4 separate regions of the Mus musculus genome follow, and regions 2, 3 and 4 are each linked to region 1. A link is a contact called in public Hi-C and promoter capture Hi-C data. All regions are on one chromosome and are shown on one strand. Each heading gives the region's core, a stretch centred on a gene start, on an enhancer-like site or on the middle of the called end of the contact. The rest is flanking DNA. Distances are from core to core; before and after follow the strand shown. Region 1 holds the start of Eme1 (essential meiotic structure-specific endonuclease 1). Region 2 holds the start of Col1a1 (collagen, type I, alpha 1). Region 3 holds the start of Wfikkn2 (WAP, follistatin/kazal, immunoglobulin, kunitz and netrin domain containing 2). Region 4 holds the start of Abcc3 (ATP-binding cassette, sub-family C (CFTR/MRP), member 3).

What was found. Promoter capture Hi-C pulls out the DNA fragments that hold promoters and counts their contacts. A called contact is a pair of places that touch in the nucleus more often than the background predicts. Capture Hi-C pulls out chosen DNA fragments and counts their contacts.
Region 2: a contact with region 1 is called in a Hi-C map of embryonic fibroblasts, with 7 times the contacts expected there. The contact joins the promoter of Col1a1 here to the promoter of Eme1 in region 1. A contact is called at or near these places in 1 of 484 Hi-C or Micro-C datasets (embryonic fibroblasts), 2 of 115 datasets of contacts at active chromatin or transcription factors (cardiomyocytes and epiblast stem cells) and 1 of 9 other capture datasets (pancreatic islet).
Region 3: a contact with region 1 is called in a promoter capture Hi-C map of cranial neural crest. The contact joins the promoter of Wfikkn2 here to the promoter of Eme1 in region 1. A contact is called at or near these places in 2 of 39 promoter capture datasets (cranial neural crest and embryonic stem cells) and 1 of 9 other capture datasets (pancreatic islet).
Region 4: a promoter capture Hi-C map of pancreatic islet shows a contact between it and region 1. The contact joins the promoter of Abcc3 here to the promoter of Eme1 in region 1. A contact is called at or near these places in 3 of 115 datasets of contacts at active chromatin or transcription factors (bone marrow-derived macrophages, memory CD8 T cells and microglia) and 2 of 9 other capture datasets (liver and pancreatic islet).

Annotation. Positions count from the first base shown.
Region 1 is chr11:94,652,120-94,655,069 of GRCm38.p6, forward strand. It overlaps Eme1 (essential meiotic structure-specific endonuclease 1), which reads right to left and starts at 1,624. Exons shown (of 9, transcript NM_177752.5): 1 at 1,577-1,624. It overlaps Mrpl27 (mitochondrial ribosomal protein L27), which reads left to right and starts at 1,672. Exons shown (of 4, transcript NM_053161.2): 1 at 1,672-1,722. The coding sequence starts at 1,683.
Region 2 is chr11:94,934,894-94,938,146 of GRCm38.p6, forward strand. Col1a1 (collagen, type I, alpha 1) reads left to right here and starts at 1,331. Exons shown (of 51, transcript NM_007742.4): 1 at 1,331-1,551; 2 at 3,017-3,211. The coding sequence starts at 1,476.
Region 3 is chr11:94,240,860-94,243,986 of GRCm38.p6, forward strand. Wfikkn2 (WAP, follistatin/kazal, immunoglobulin, kunitz and netrin domain containing 2) reads right to left here and starts at 1,720. Exons shown (of 2, transcript NM_181819.2): 1 at 1,496-1,720. The coding sequence starts at 1,690.
Region 4 is chr11:94,391,276-94,394,345 of GRCm38.p6, forward strand. Abcc3 (ATP-binding cassette, sub-family C (CFTR/MRP), member 3) reads right to left here and starts at 1,715. Exons shown (of 31, transcript NM_001363187.1): 1 at 1,596-1,715. The coding sequence starts at 1,640.

The sequences.
Region 1 (2,950 bases), core at 374-2,873:
GGGAGGCAGAGGCAGGCGGATTTCTGAGTTCGAGGCCAACCATCCACACTGGACACTTCTCACAACCGCCTGTCATCCCAGTTCCAGGAGATCCAATGCCCTCTTCTGGCCTCCACATCCATATAAAATAAAAAGAAATGAAAATTTAAAATAGACAAATAAAAGCAAGTAAATCAGATGGCTCGGTGAGCAAAAACATATGTCACCTAGTTGGATTTCAGTTCCTAGAACCTACACACAGTGGAAAGCATGCCTATGCACACACCCATGTACGCTCATGTCCACACACAGGAAAAAACTCCCCTTACAATTCACATAGTGTATAGTACTCAAAACTATCCTTTAGGTGTTGGAGTAGCAGCGGTAGAGTGCTTGCTTAGCACATAGAGAGCCCTACATGAACGTTAGGCCCCAGCCTTAGTACAGTTAACAGATAAAGAAATCATTCACTCAGACTGATGGGGCTCCGTATGTCTGTGCTGTGTCAGCATTACCCTCCTCTTACTCCCGAATGTCTCCATCATCACAAAGAGAAATCCTACAAACTGGGCATGCTGGCACACAACTGCAATCCCACCTATTGGGAGGCTACAGAGGGGGATATTTTGAGTTCAAGGCCAGCCTACTTGATACAGTGAGACTTCTCAAAAGCAAGGGTATTTCTATAACCATTTTTTTTTTTTTTTTTTTTCTGAGACAGGGTTTCTCTGTATAGATAGCCCTGGCTGTCCTGGAACTCACTTTGTAGACCAGACTGGCTGAGAACTCAGAAATCCGCCTGCCTCTGCCTCCCAAGTGCTGGGATTAAAGGCATGCGCCACCACCACCTGGCATTTATTTATTTATTTAAAAATTAAGAAAAAAAAAAAAAGCCCCCACACACAAAAAAACAAGTTCTTTCTCTCTCCCAGCATCTAAAAATAAAATAAGATCCATTGTCTCTATGGATTTACAGGTTCTGTATATTTCATAAAAGCACACCGTATGTGCCTTTGGTGACTGGTGTCTTTCGCAGTCATGCTTTCAGGGTCCTTCTGTGGCCATACTATGCACCAGTACTGCCTCATTTTTTATAGCTGAATAATATTCCACTGTGTGGCTATGTCACATTTTGTTTACGCATTTATTGCTTGATGGACGGTTAGCCTGCTCCCCTTTCTTGGCTGTTACGGATAATGTTGCTACAGACATTCACGTACAAATATTTTGAACGAGTATGTTTTCACAGTTCTCTTGTGCGTACACTTAAGTCTGCCTGGAACTGCTGGGTTACACGCAAGAATCATTCTTTCAACAATAATTAGTGACTGATAATCTTTGCAGTCTTCCTGGATCTCAATTTAACATAATACCAGTAACTTAGGTTTGTAAGGAATTAAATGAAATTGTGCATCTACAACCAGTCTAGCACAGAATCTAGCTGAGCCTCACCCTGGTCCCTCCCTAGGGACCTTCGTGTGGTTCCTGGAGTGGGACAAACGTCCGTGCTGGCCACACTCCTTGTCTCTGGGGCCCACGGTCCACTGCAGAAGTCGCCGGAGGTCCCGGCCATAAACCCCAAGAGATCTGGGCTCACCTGCTACTGCTCCCGCCACTCTTTGAATTGTCCGCAAGACCCGGAAGTAGATCTATCCCGGTAGCGGAAGCAGACTTCCCAGCCTGGAAGTGAACGTGAAGCAAATATGGCGGCGGCGGCGCTTACGCTGAGGACGCGGGCAGCAGGTAGCTCAGCACTGTGGCTATTGCGAGGCGAGACAGCAGGGAGGCTGGGAGATGGAAACTGGAGCCCATGGTGAACCTAGATACGGGGAAGAAGTGAGGGGCTCCGGACCTTTGGAGGGCGACTGTCTCCGGTCACGTGACACGTTGTGGGCGGTGCTTGCGGAGGGTGGGAGTGCAGAATGAAAGCCCGTTGGATAGTTACTCCAGAAGCTCTGTCCCCTCTGGGTTTATGTGGATCCCTCCGGATTTGAAGAAGACTAAGTTCAAAACATTTAATTGATATTCAAGACTTAGCTTTTTTCCTTTCCTCGCTTTTGAGGTAGGTTCCCACTGTGTAGTTTGCCGTCTTAGAGCTGGTATTTCAGATGTCTATGACCATGACCAACGCTTAGGTCTGGTGAGACACTGCTCAGAGTACCAGCATAAACATGGTTTCTAACGCCTTGTGAGTTCAGCCAGTAAACACGTGAGTAACTTAGTTGTAATCTCGAATAGTATTGTGAAGAGTCTTAGATTAGGGGACCAAGGAAGTCTCTTGAAGGGATAGCAATTTAGACCTAAAAGAGACAGACCCAACCAAACCTGTGTAGACAGAAGGCAAGAAAATGACTTGACTCGGTTTTACAGTTTTGAGGAGCCAATTAAGAGGAGGCAGACTGGGTGCAAATAAATAAATGAAAATGAAACCAAGTGGGACCAGGAATAGTAGTGCCTATAATCCCTGCACTTAGGAGCCTGGGGCAGGAAGATTTCATCAGATCCAAGGCCAGCCTGGGTCACAGACTCAAAAGCTATAAATAAATAAAATAACATAAAATAAAATAAAATAAAATAACCTACACAGAAAACCATCTGCAAGACTTGCTATAGGATAGATCATTTGGCCCAGATATTAGTGGTGTTGGTAGAGAAGCTGGAGGGTAGTGGGTGAATATGACATCTGTCTGTTCTGAAGATATAGATTCCACAAGTCTTACTGCTCTGTAAAATGAGGGAAGAGAGTCATCTGTAAAGTCTTGTTTTTCACAAGAGCAGAGACATATGAGTGAAACAATGTAGGCAAAAGCAAAACACCAATCACCAGTAAGTGAGTGGGTGAAGCCAGGAAGTGCATGCCTGTAACCTCGGTTATATGTGAAGTAAAGGCCTGAGGATTGCAAGTTCAAGGTCTTCATGGGCTACAGGAGAGGGGGGAGGGGATTCCATTCCATTGCTGGACATTGAAGAT
Region 2 (3,253 bases), core at 81-2,580, 280 kb after region 1:
GACCCCAGTGCCTTCCCACACCACCCACACAGTTTGACAAGATGAAGTTCCTAAGCAGATTGGACAGAGCACCTTTGCAGGGTGCAGGGAGCACCGGGGAAGAACGGACACTGTCTTTTAGCGACAACTTTAAATATAAGCTGCTGTTCTTGGGGGACTACAGATGACCCTTTCCTGACGGCAGAGGTGGGGAGCAATGGCCAAGATTTTCAGCAAAGAAGTGAGGACATGGGAAGAAACCATTAAATAAAGTCCCTCAGCTACCAAACACAAGTTTCTGCCACACACTGAGTTCACCTAGGTGTCCCCAGACCACATCCAAGTACAATTAGAAAAGAGGGCTCTCTGTAGCTTTGAGAACACCCCTCTATGGCCAAGTACCTTCTACCTGTTCATTCTGCATTGATATTGCTACATAAGAGGGCCTCTAACAAATCTCTGGCTGTGGCCACAGCTGACACAAGACCTTTTTCTAAAACATCCCTGGTCACAGGCTTCCTGCAACAAACTCACATCCCAGTGCTGGGATGGAGGAGGTCAGAGAAGAATTTATACAACATGCCCCAGGCCCCAGCTTTGAGGACCCAGAAAGCCCCCTGCCCACACTGCTGCTCATCACTTAATGCATAAGCATTCTTCTGGAAGGACAAGGATGTCAAAGGTCTCCCCAAGCCTCAGCCTCAGAGCTGTTATTTATTAGAAAGGTGTGTCTGGCATGGCAGAACAGATAGGCACCCCCTTCCTTTCAAACCACCACATATCTGACTCTTAGTATCTGTGAAGAGATGTATAACTGTTCACAAATATTCCTACCCTCCATTCCTGGGTCCACACCATGAGGTGATCCCCTCCCTCCAACAGGCACATCTGCTTAGCTGATAGGTTCTAATCAGATTAATCTAACTTATTCCTTAGTTCTTCCCCAGGATGCCTGAAAGATTACTAGGCATGGCCAGGAGGACCTTTTCCCAATTATTCCTGACACTGATCCCTTTGTAGTGTTTCCCAACTCAGATTCTCAGTTCTACATCCTTCTGATTTGAAGTCCCAGAAAGAAAGTACAAGGGGTATTCTCTACCCACACTCAGTATACTGAGGGCCCAGCCACACTCCAGTGACAGCACCTCTGGCCCATGTAGATCTGGGGGGCAAGGGCGGCAGAGTTGCGGGAGGGGGGGCGCTGGGTGGACTCCTTTCCCTTCCTTTCCCTCCTCCCCCCTCTTCGTTCCAAATTGGGGGCCGGGCCAGGCAGTTCTGATTGGCTGGGGGCCGGGCTGCTGGCTCCCCCTCTCCGAGAGGCAGGGTTCCTCCCAGCTCTCCATCAAGATGGTATAAAAGGGGCCCAGGCCAGTCGTCGGAGCAGACGGGAGTTTCTCCTCGGGACGGAGCAGGAGGCACGCGGAGTGAGGCCACGCATGAGCCGAAGCTAACCCCCCACCCCAGCCGCAAAGAGTCTACATGTCTAGGGTCTAGACATGTTCAGCTTTGTGGACCTCCGGCTCCTGCTCCTCTTAGGGGCCACTGCCCTCCTGACGCATGGCCAAGAAGACAGTAAGTTCCAAACTCTGGGGAGTTTACTACAGCTTCTTGGTATTGCGTTCTGTATAGAGGGGTCCTAGCAGATAAGACTTAAATGGAGGTGCAGGGCTGCTCCAGAGGCAGGGATGGGACGGTGATGGAGAGGAAACGGGATGAGAGAGGTCACCCTGTTGAGCAGATGAGGGGGAGCAGTTCTCAGAAGTGGAGCCTTGCATGAGATGGCCCAGGAAGAAATTTCAAGCACCCATCTGTAGCACAACAGGAAAAGTGGGAATCTGGACACGGGTTGGGGCAGAGTACGTCGAAAATGAAATAAGGCCTCTGGAATAGAGATTCGGAGCTCAAGATGTAAAAGCTATCAAAAAGGCTGCGGGATGATTCATAAGGAAAGATTGTTTGCCCTCTCTGCAGGCTAGACAGTGTTGCTGGGGCCTCCGGGGTGCTGGGCTCTCGGGGGGGGGGGAGGGGACGCACGGAGAGGGCGGGTTGCTGGATGAGAAAGTTTGGCTAGGACTTGACTGGGCGCGGTCCCTGTGCCTCCTGCTGGCCAGCCGAGAGCACTACGAGTCCTGGTACAGCACTTTACAGCGCACAGGCTGAGAAGGAAAACCTGGGTTATTGCGGACCCTCATCTCCAGACTAGGAAAATAAAAGCAGGGATGGATGGGGTAGCTCTGGTCTTTGAAAGAAGTGACCCAGGCCGAGTAAAAGTCGGTCCGCCCCTGCATTGCTTAGTTTTGCCCGCCACCTAGTGGTTGCCTTGATCAGGTCCTGGAGCGGTGGGCGTGGTTAACTCATCATTACTATTTGTAGACTTGACTTCTTTGGCTAAGGAGATTCCAAAGCACTACTGGCTTTGAAGGACCCGGCTTGTCTAGTTAGCAAGTTTTCAAGATTCCTGGGAGCTGGAAATTGGGATGTATCTAACTTTAGGGATACATTTTACTACACTGGACAGGGCTCCACTGAAATCAGCCCCTCCACATTGTAGCCCCGCCCATTCCGCCCCACCTGCCCCGGGAAAGGAGGTGGGACCAGGGCTGAATTTCCCCTTCTCTCCTCCCACCCCCGCCTCCTGTCTCCGCGCAAACCACGTCCCACGAGCCCCCACCTACTGCGTAGGAGCCCTCCTACTCTCCTTCAGCAGGCTTTTTTATTTCATTTGGTTCCCGCGCGCGTGGGCTGAAGTTGTTTGGAAGAAACCCCAGTCTAGAGCTTTGTTTAAATTCCTGAGAACTGGGACGTTATAGTCCTGGCCAGGCGCCCTGGTGCTGTCACTGAACGTCGCCGATATGGAGCAGACCTGCATTTAAGGATTTGAGGGAAGAATATAGGGAGTGGGGGGAAAGATTCAGGAAGTGGGAAGTCTCCGTGCGCCTCTTAGACAGGGCAAAGAGTGAGTAAGGCTGGGATCCCTGGTGCTCCGGGGTAAGGTCTCTGACCCGCACACATCCTGTGTCTCTTCCCATTTGCTCAGTCCCTGAAGTCAGCTGCATACACAATGGCCTAAGGGTCCCCAATGGTGAGACGTGGAAACCCGAGGTATGCTTGATCTGTATCTGCCACAATGGCACGGCTGTGTGCGATGACGTGCAATGCAATGAAGAACTGGACTGTCCCAACCCCCAAAGACGGGAGGGCGAGTGCTGTGCTTTCTGCCCGGAAGAATACGGTACGGTTCTGGTCCTAGGGTTAAGGGAGGTTGGAGTCCCTC
Region 3 (3,127 bases), core at 470-2,969, 410 kb before region 1:
CACTGTGTACCACTGCAGCATCCTACCACTGTGTACCACTGCAGCATCCTACCACTGTGTACCACTAGAGCATCCTACCACTGTGTACCACTGCAGCATCCTACCACTGTGTACCACTGAAGCATCCTACCACTGTACCACTAGAACATCCTACCACTGAGTACCACTGGAGCATCCTACCACTGAGTACCACTGGAGCATCCTACCACTGTGTACCACTGCAGCATCCTACCACTGTACCACTGAAGCATCCTACCACTGTGTACCACTGGAGCATCCTACCACTGTGTACCACTGGAGCATCCTACCACTGTGTACCACTGCAGCATCCTAGCACTGTGTACCACTGCAGCATCCTAGCACTGTGTACCACTGCAGCATCCTAGCACTGTGTACCACTAGAGCATCCTACCACTGTGTACCACTGCAGCATCCTACCACTGTGTACCACTGGGGCATCCTACCACTGTGTACCACTGCAGCATCCTACCACTGTGTACCACTGGGGCATCCTACCACTGTGTACCACTGCAGCATCCTACCACTGTGTACCACTGAAGCACCTGTCTTAAGAGGCTTGAGAATGGTCCTCAGAGAATGTGAGGCAGCAGCCATTCTCTCCATGGGAAGCCTCATGCTTTCTCAAGGTGACCAGCTACTTCTAGAAGCACCAGGCTCTCCCATGTTTGTTAGTGATGCCTAATCCATACCCAAAGCCCTGGGAGACTCTGAGCTACCCTCAGAGACGGCCAGCCTGGTAGTGGCCACACCTAAATCAGGCACGAGTACTATGATAAACCAATGGGCAGGAGTGAACAAGGATGGCTCTTAGAAGAACCCATCTGGTAGCCAGGGAAGAAGGTCTGGAGGTGGCTCTTGACTACAGCAGCATCCACGAGGGAGGAGCATGTGGGGATACTGAAGAGTCAGAGAGGTGATAACTCAGTTCATTTCCCTCCCAGGAGACTTAGACTGCGTGTACAGATTGGCTCCTGCTCACTCTGCCCAGGAGTCTCATTACTGTACGGCTGAGTTCAAACCTGAGGAAGAGCCTAAAAGCCTGGTGAAACTAATTGCAACAATGTGTCAAACAGACATATTTCCAAGCCAACCTGTCCTTCCCTGGCTCTGGCATCACTCTGTGTGAGCATCCATCCTCTACCTGTGAGTGGGCAGCTGAACATCCACTATGCTGTCATGTTATCCCATGCTGCGTGCCTTGTATGGTGCTAGCCCACAGCAGCCCTCAACAAACACAAAGAGGAGAGTCCTCAGAGATGGATTTGGACACTACACCCTCTTCTTCTAGGCCTCAGCTGTGATAGGCAGACTCAAGCCCTGTTTGTCTCTAGGTTGGCAGCGTCTGTGTCCCTTTATGTGCCTGGAGTCACTCCTGAGTCGTCGTTCATCCCCACCCACCCCCCTCCACCATAGCTCCCATACCATCACCAACCCACTCAAGTGGTCCATCTTAGGCTTCAGGAATCTCACTCACCTGGTCTGTTTCACACTCTCGCTTGCAGGTGCTCTGGGCATCCACCCAGAGGTTGGGGTTCATGTCGTTGGGGCAGATGCCCGCATGGGAGTATCGGATGGGTGGCAGTGCTAGGCCTCGAAGGGGAGCCTCGAGGAGCAGCAGCAACAGCAGCCCCCAGTGAAACCAGAACCGATGATACCCTGGGGCACACATGGTGCCGTCTGCAGTGGTCAGAGGGTACCCCTGTAATGACACCAAGAGCTGATGCCCACGGGGGCCTTCTTCTCCAGGGCTGGCAACACCTGCCCTTCTCACCCTAGCAAGTGAGCCTCTCCTTGCTGAGCCTGCTTGCTGGCTTCAGCTGCTGTGACTGGCTCCACCAAGTGCAGCCTGCTGGGCTGTGAGGCTTCAGATAAAAGAAAGGTCTTTGGAAGGAAACTCTGTTCCCCCCCACCCCACCCCCCACCCCGGGTGCGTAGGGAGAGGAACACAGCAGGGGCTCGAGCCTGGATTTATATCCTGGGCGCACCACCCGAGTGGGAGCGAGCTAACCCGAAGCCTGTCAGAGGCAGGCTGCTGGCGCCTCTGTCCCGTGGCTGATCACAGACGTATTGCAGAAGGGGGGAAAGCTGGAAGCAGTTTAGGCAGCGGTCTCTGGCACGGTGGGACACCTGCTTGTTTTTGACTCCAGGAGGCCTTTAACCCCTTCCAGGGACAGAAATGGCATGTGCTTTGGGGGGAGCTGGCCCCAGGACACGCACGCTCGCTGTGAGGCAGGTTTGTTTCCCTTTCCCCACCTCCTTGAGGCCAGGCCCCCCTCCTCCCCTTCAGCCACCTCTAAAGAACACACAATCGCTTGTTATGAGGAAGGACCTGAGCCGCTGTGTTAGCGTCGCCCAGCTCGATAGTACATTTGAGAGCAAATGACGTGGAAAAACAAGTTCACGGCCATTCAAGGGCGGGCCCAGGCAGCCGGCGCTGTGCTGTGTAAGCTGACTCCCACCCCGGGCACCAAGTCCCCTTGTGGGGGGTATGCACACGGGCAGCGCCACATCCCTGAGTTACAGGGGTTACCGGCAGTCCATGTCTTAAGTTCCAACTTTGGTGAATTCCCCCAAAATCATTCCAGAGAGACATACCAGATACCAGATATGGTCTGGCTCCCCCGGGGGCTGCTGGGACGGATCACGTTCCTCATTCCTGTCTCTACACACTTGTGGAGGAGTCCAAGAAACTGGTGCAGCTACAGTATCCCAGGACTCCACTACACCAGCACCGAGCTGTCCTCGCCAGTGGCCACGGTGGCCCCTGCTTGGTGAGCCCTTGGGTGTTAGGCACGCTATGGACACGTGGTTCTACCTCCTCCTGCCACACGGAGTGAAAGGCTTCCGGTGGAAGAACACAAGCAATTTGCCTAGGGTCCTCAGAACCACCAATCATATCATAATCCTTACACGCTCCCAACCCCCTAATGCATCATTCTGTTTAATCCTCACAGCAAGCTGCACCTCCAGTTTGGACTTAAGCAAAGGATGGATGCACAGTGAAGCCAAGCAACTCACCCTGTGTCACACAGCCCCGTTAACATAGGAGGCAAGGGCAGCAGCTTGCTGGGTGTGGGCAGGGCCTTTTGAAGCCACCCCTCCCCCA
Region 4 (3,070 bases), core at 465-2,964, 260 kb before region 1:
GTACTTGCCCTGTAGCCAAGGATAACCTGGAATTTCTGGTTCTATTTCCAGCTCCTAAATACTGGATGACAGGCTGTGCAGCCACATTCAGCTTCTTGGCATTGCGAGGCTGGAAGCGGAGGAGAACTCAGGACCTTTCACTTCTCTCAAGTCCATGTTACACTTTGTGCCCAGCCCAGTCCGAGATACCTTAAATGACAACACTGGAGTGTGGCTCTTGACTTTCACATGCCTGTTCACACACAGACACACAGCACACGTTTGTGCAAAACAGCTCACCCGCATCCCTGCACACGCACATCTGCACACACCGGATGCATATACACAAATACTCGTCATGGAAGAAACACAGACTGGGATTCGGATTCTAGATTTGAAACCAGACAAGGGCGGGCAACCCCTGGGTAATGAGAAAGTAGCCCCGTGTCACACTCTGCCTGTGAGGCTGAGATTGTGTCCCCAGTTGCTTTGCCTGGTGGAGGAACAAGTGCTGAGGCTGCACACACTTCAGACGCTTAAGATGACTGATACAAGGATTTGAGGAGAGACACAGAAAGTTACCTTTCTGCACTGAGCTTGTGCGCGTGCGCACATACCATACCCTCACGGTACTGTGTTTTGAGCCCAGTCTCCTGCATATCAGGCAAGCGCCACGCCCCTGAGCTATAACCCCAGTACAAAAGACCTGCTTTAACTTACTTTATTTTTATCTGGTTTCGTGGAATTGGTGTTTTGGCACAATTCCTTACCTCTCTAGACCCCCATTTCCCTTATCTATCAATGGAAAGGTTTGGGCTTGGACACCTCAGTTCTCCCTCTCCTCTCCTCTCCTCTCCTCTCCTCTCCTCTCCTCTCCTCTCCTCTCCTCTCCTCTCCTCTCCTCTCCTCTCCTCTCCTCTCCTCTCCTCTCCTCTCCTCTCTCTCTCCTCTCTCTCTCTCTCCTCTCTCCTCTCTCTCTCTCATATGTCCTGGGTGTAGATAGGGTCTCCTCACAGACCTGCAGGTGGATCTTGCTCACAGAAACAGTAGCCTCCCAAAACAGGGCCTGGAAGGTCTAGCTGTACCAAGTCCTGACGGATCAGGGCTCTGGATGCCCTAGGGTATAGGCAAGGAAGATTGGATGAACAACCAAGGCACAGTTACTGGGTCGGGTCCAGTGGAGGTGGGGTCGGGTGGATTCATTCATTAGGGATGCAGGCAAAATACAAAGTGTTCTTCTATGCAAAACGCAAAAAGTCCCTGGGATCCACCAGACAGAGAGACTTACACCAACAGGCAAGCGCCTGAGCTTCCCTATTCTTGGCGCCCTGCAACTACAGATTCCAGGAGCCTCCTTTCTGCCTAGCTTCTCCCCGCGGTAGGTCAAGGCACAGCCGTGGCTATACATCCTTCTGCGCCCATTCTTCCCCCTTTGGAGCTTAGACCCTCCCAGGTCTGACTATGCACATCCGCCTTTCCAGGGCATCAGCTGCTGCTCCCGCACTCCGCACTCCGGAGGTGCGTCCTCCGGAAGGCTGTGTTGGGGCGAGAGACCAGACATCCCACGGTTGACACCTACTTCCTCCGTAGCACGGATACCAAGAGACGCTTCTTACCCAGAACTTGGAGCCCAGCTCTCCGGAGCCGCACAGGCGGTCCATGTGGCTCTGGTGCACCGCAGGACTTGGAATCTCAGTTCAGCTCAGCCCCAGCAGATCTGCCCCGGAACCGCCTCTGACTCCCTGCTCCATAGGCACTCCTCCCCGCCCCGCCCTCAGGCCCTCTGGGTCAAGTTCTCCCTGTCCCCAGCGATTGCAACACAGCCTTGGTAAAAGTGCTGGTACCTAAAGGATAATGTAAGAAAGGGACAGTAGAGTAAGGATGGGTAATTAATTGACTGTACTAGTCCCTGAGCTTATAGACCCCGAAGCTGATGGACGTGAGAATGAGTCTCACTGTAAAAGAAGTCCTTTCTAAAGGTAGGGTCATTTCTGGCTTTATATATAAATAGGAGATCATTGTCTATAGTATGTGAAGTGCTCGTGAGCCTAGTCTCTTTCTTCATACGTTACCAGAGAACTGAGACCAGCACATTTATGTGATGTGTCTATGCACATGTGTACAGCAGGGGAGTGGGGCATGAAGTTGGTCCTAGTACCAAATAGATGGGTGTATGACTTCCCTGTGGTCCCCTTAAGTTGCTGCCTTCTCAGGTTCTGTGGCTCCCGTGTCTTGCCCAGGGCACTTCTCTTCCCCACTTTTGCACTGGTGAAGTATGGATCACCATAATAGAATCCTTCACACTGAGTTTTCTGAGGATTCAACAGAAAAAACAAAACAAAACAAAACAAACTATAACCCGCATGGACTACATGTAATACCCAACCTAGGTTAATTCTAGTGAGGCCTCAGGAAAATCCCTCACTAACACCTTGACCCTTTGTTGTTGCTGTCATGGCTTTTTTTTTTTTTTTTTTTTTTTTTTTTTTTTTTTTGGCTTTTCGAGAAACCACAGGGTTTCTCTGTGTAGCCCTGGCTGCCCTGGAAATCACTTTGTAGACCAGGCTGGCCTCGAGCTCAGAAATCCACCTGCCTCTGCCTCCCAAGTGCTGGGATTAAAGGCGAGTGCCACCACACCCGGCTCACTGTTATGTTTTTTTGTTTGTTTAAGACAGAGTTTCTCTGAATAGCCTTGGCTACCCTTGAACTCACTCTGTAGACCAAGCTGGCCTCGACCTCAGAGACCTGCTTGCCTGTGCCTCCCAAGGGCTGGGATTAAAGGCGTGCACCCGTGTCTTAACGCTGAGCCTCCACATTGTCAGTCTGTAAAATGGCCTTCCCAGCTTGGCTACGCTGGGTTCCCCTCCTTCTCTCTCTTCCCTGATACGATCCCAACTCACCCACACCTCTCTGGAGTGAGCAGAAATCCTCTTGGTCTAATTTACCCCTGTCTCTATCTGCAAGCTCTTGGTGTGTGTGTGTGTGTGTGTGTGTGTGTGTGTGTGTGGTTGGCATTTGTTTCCCAGTCAGGACAGGGTATTTTTAGCCTCCTGAAGGCGTTGGAGGGACCCGGTAGGACAGTGTAGACCAT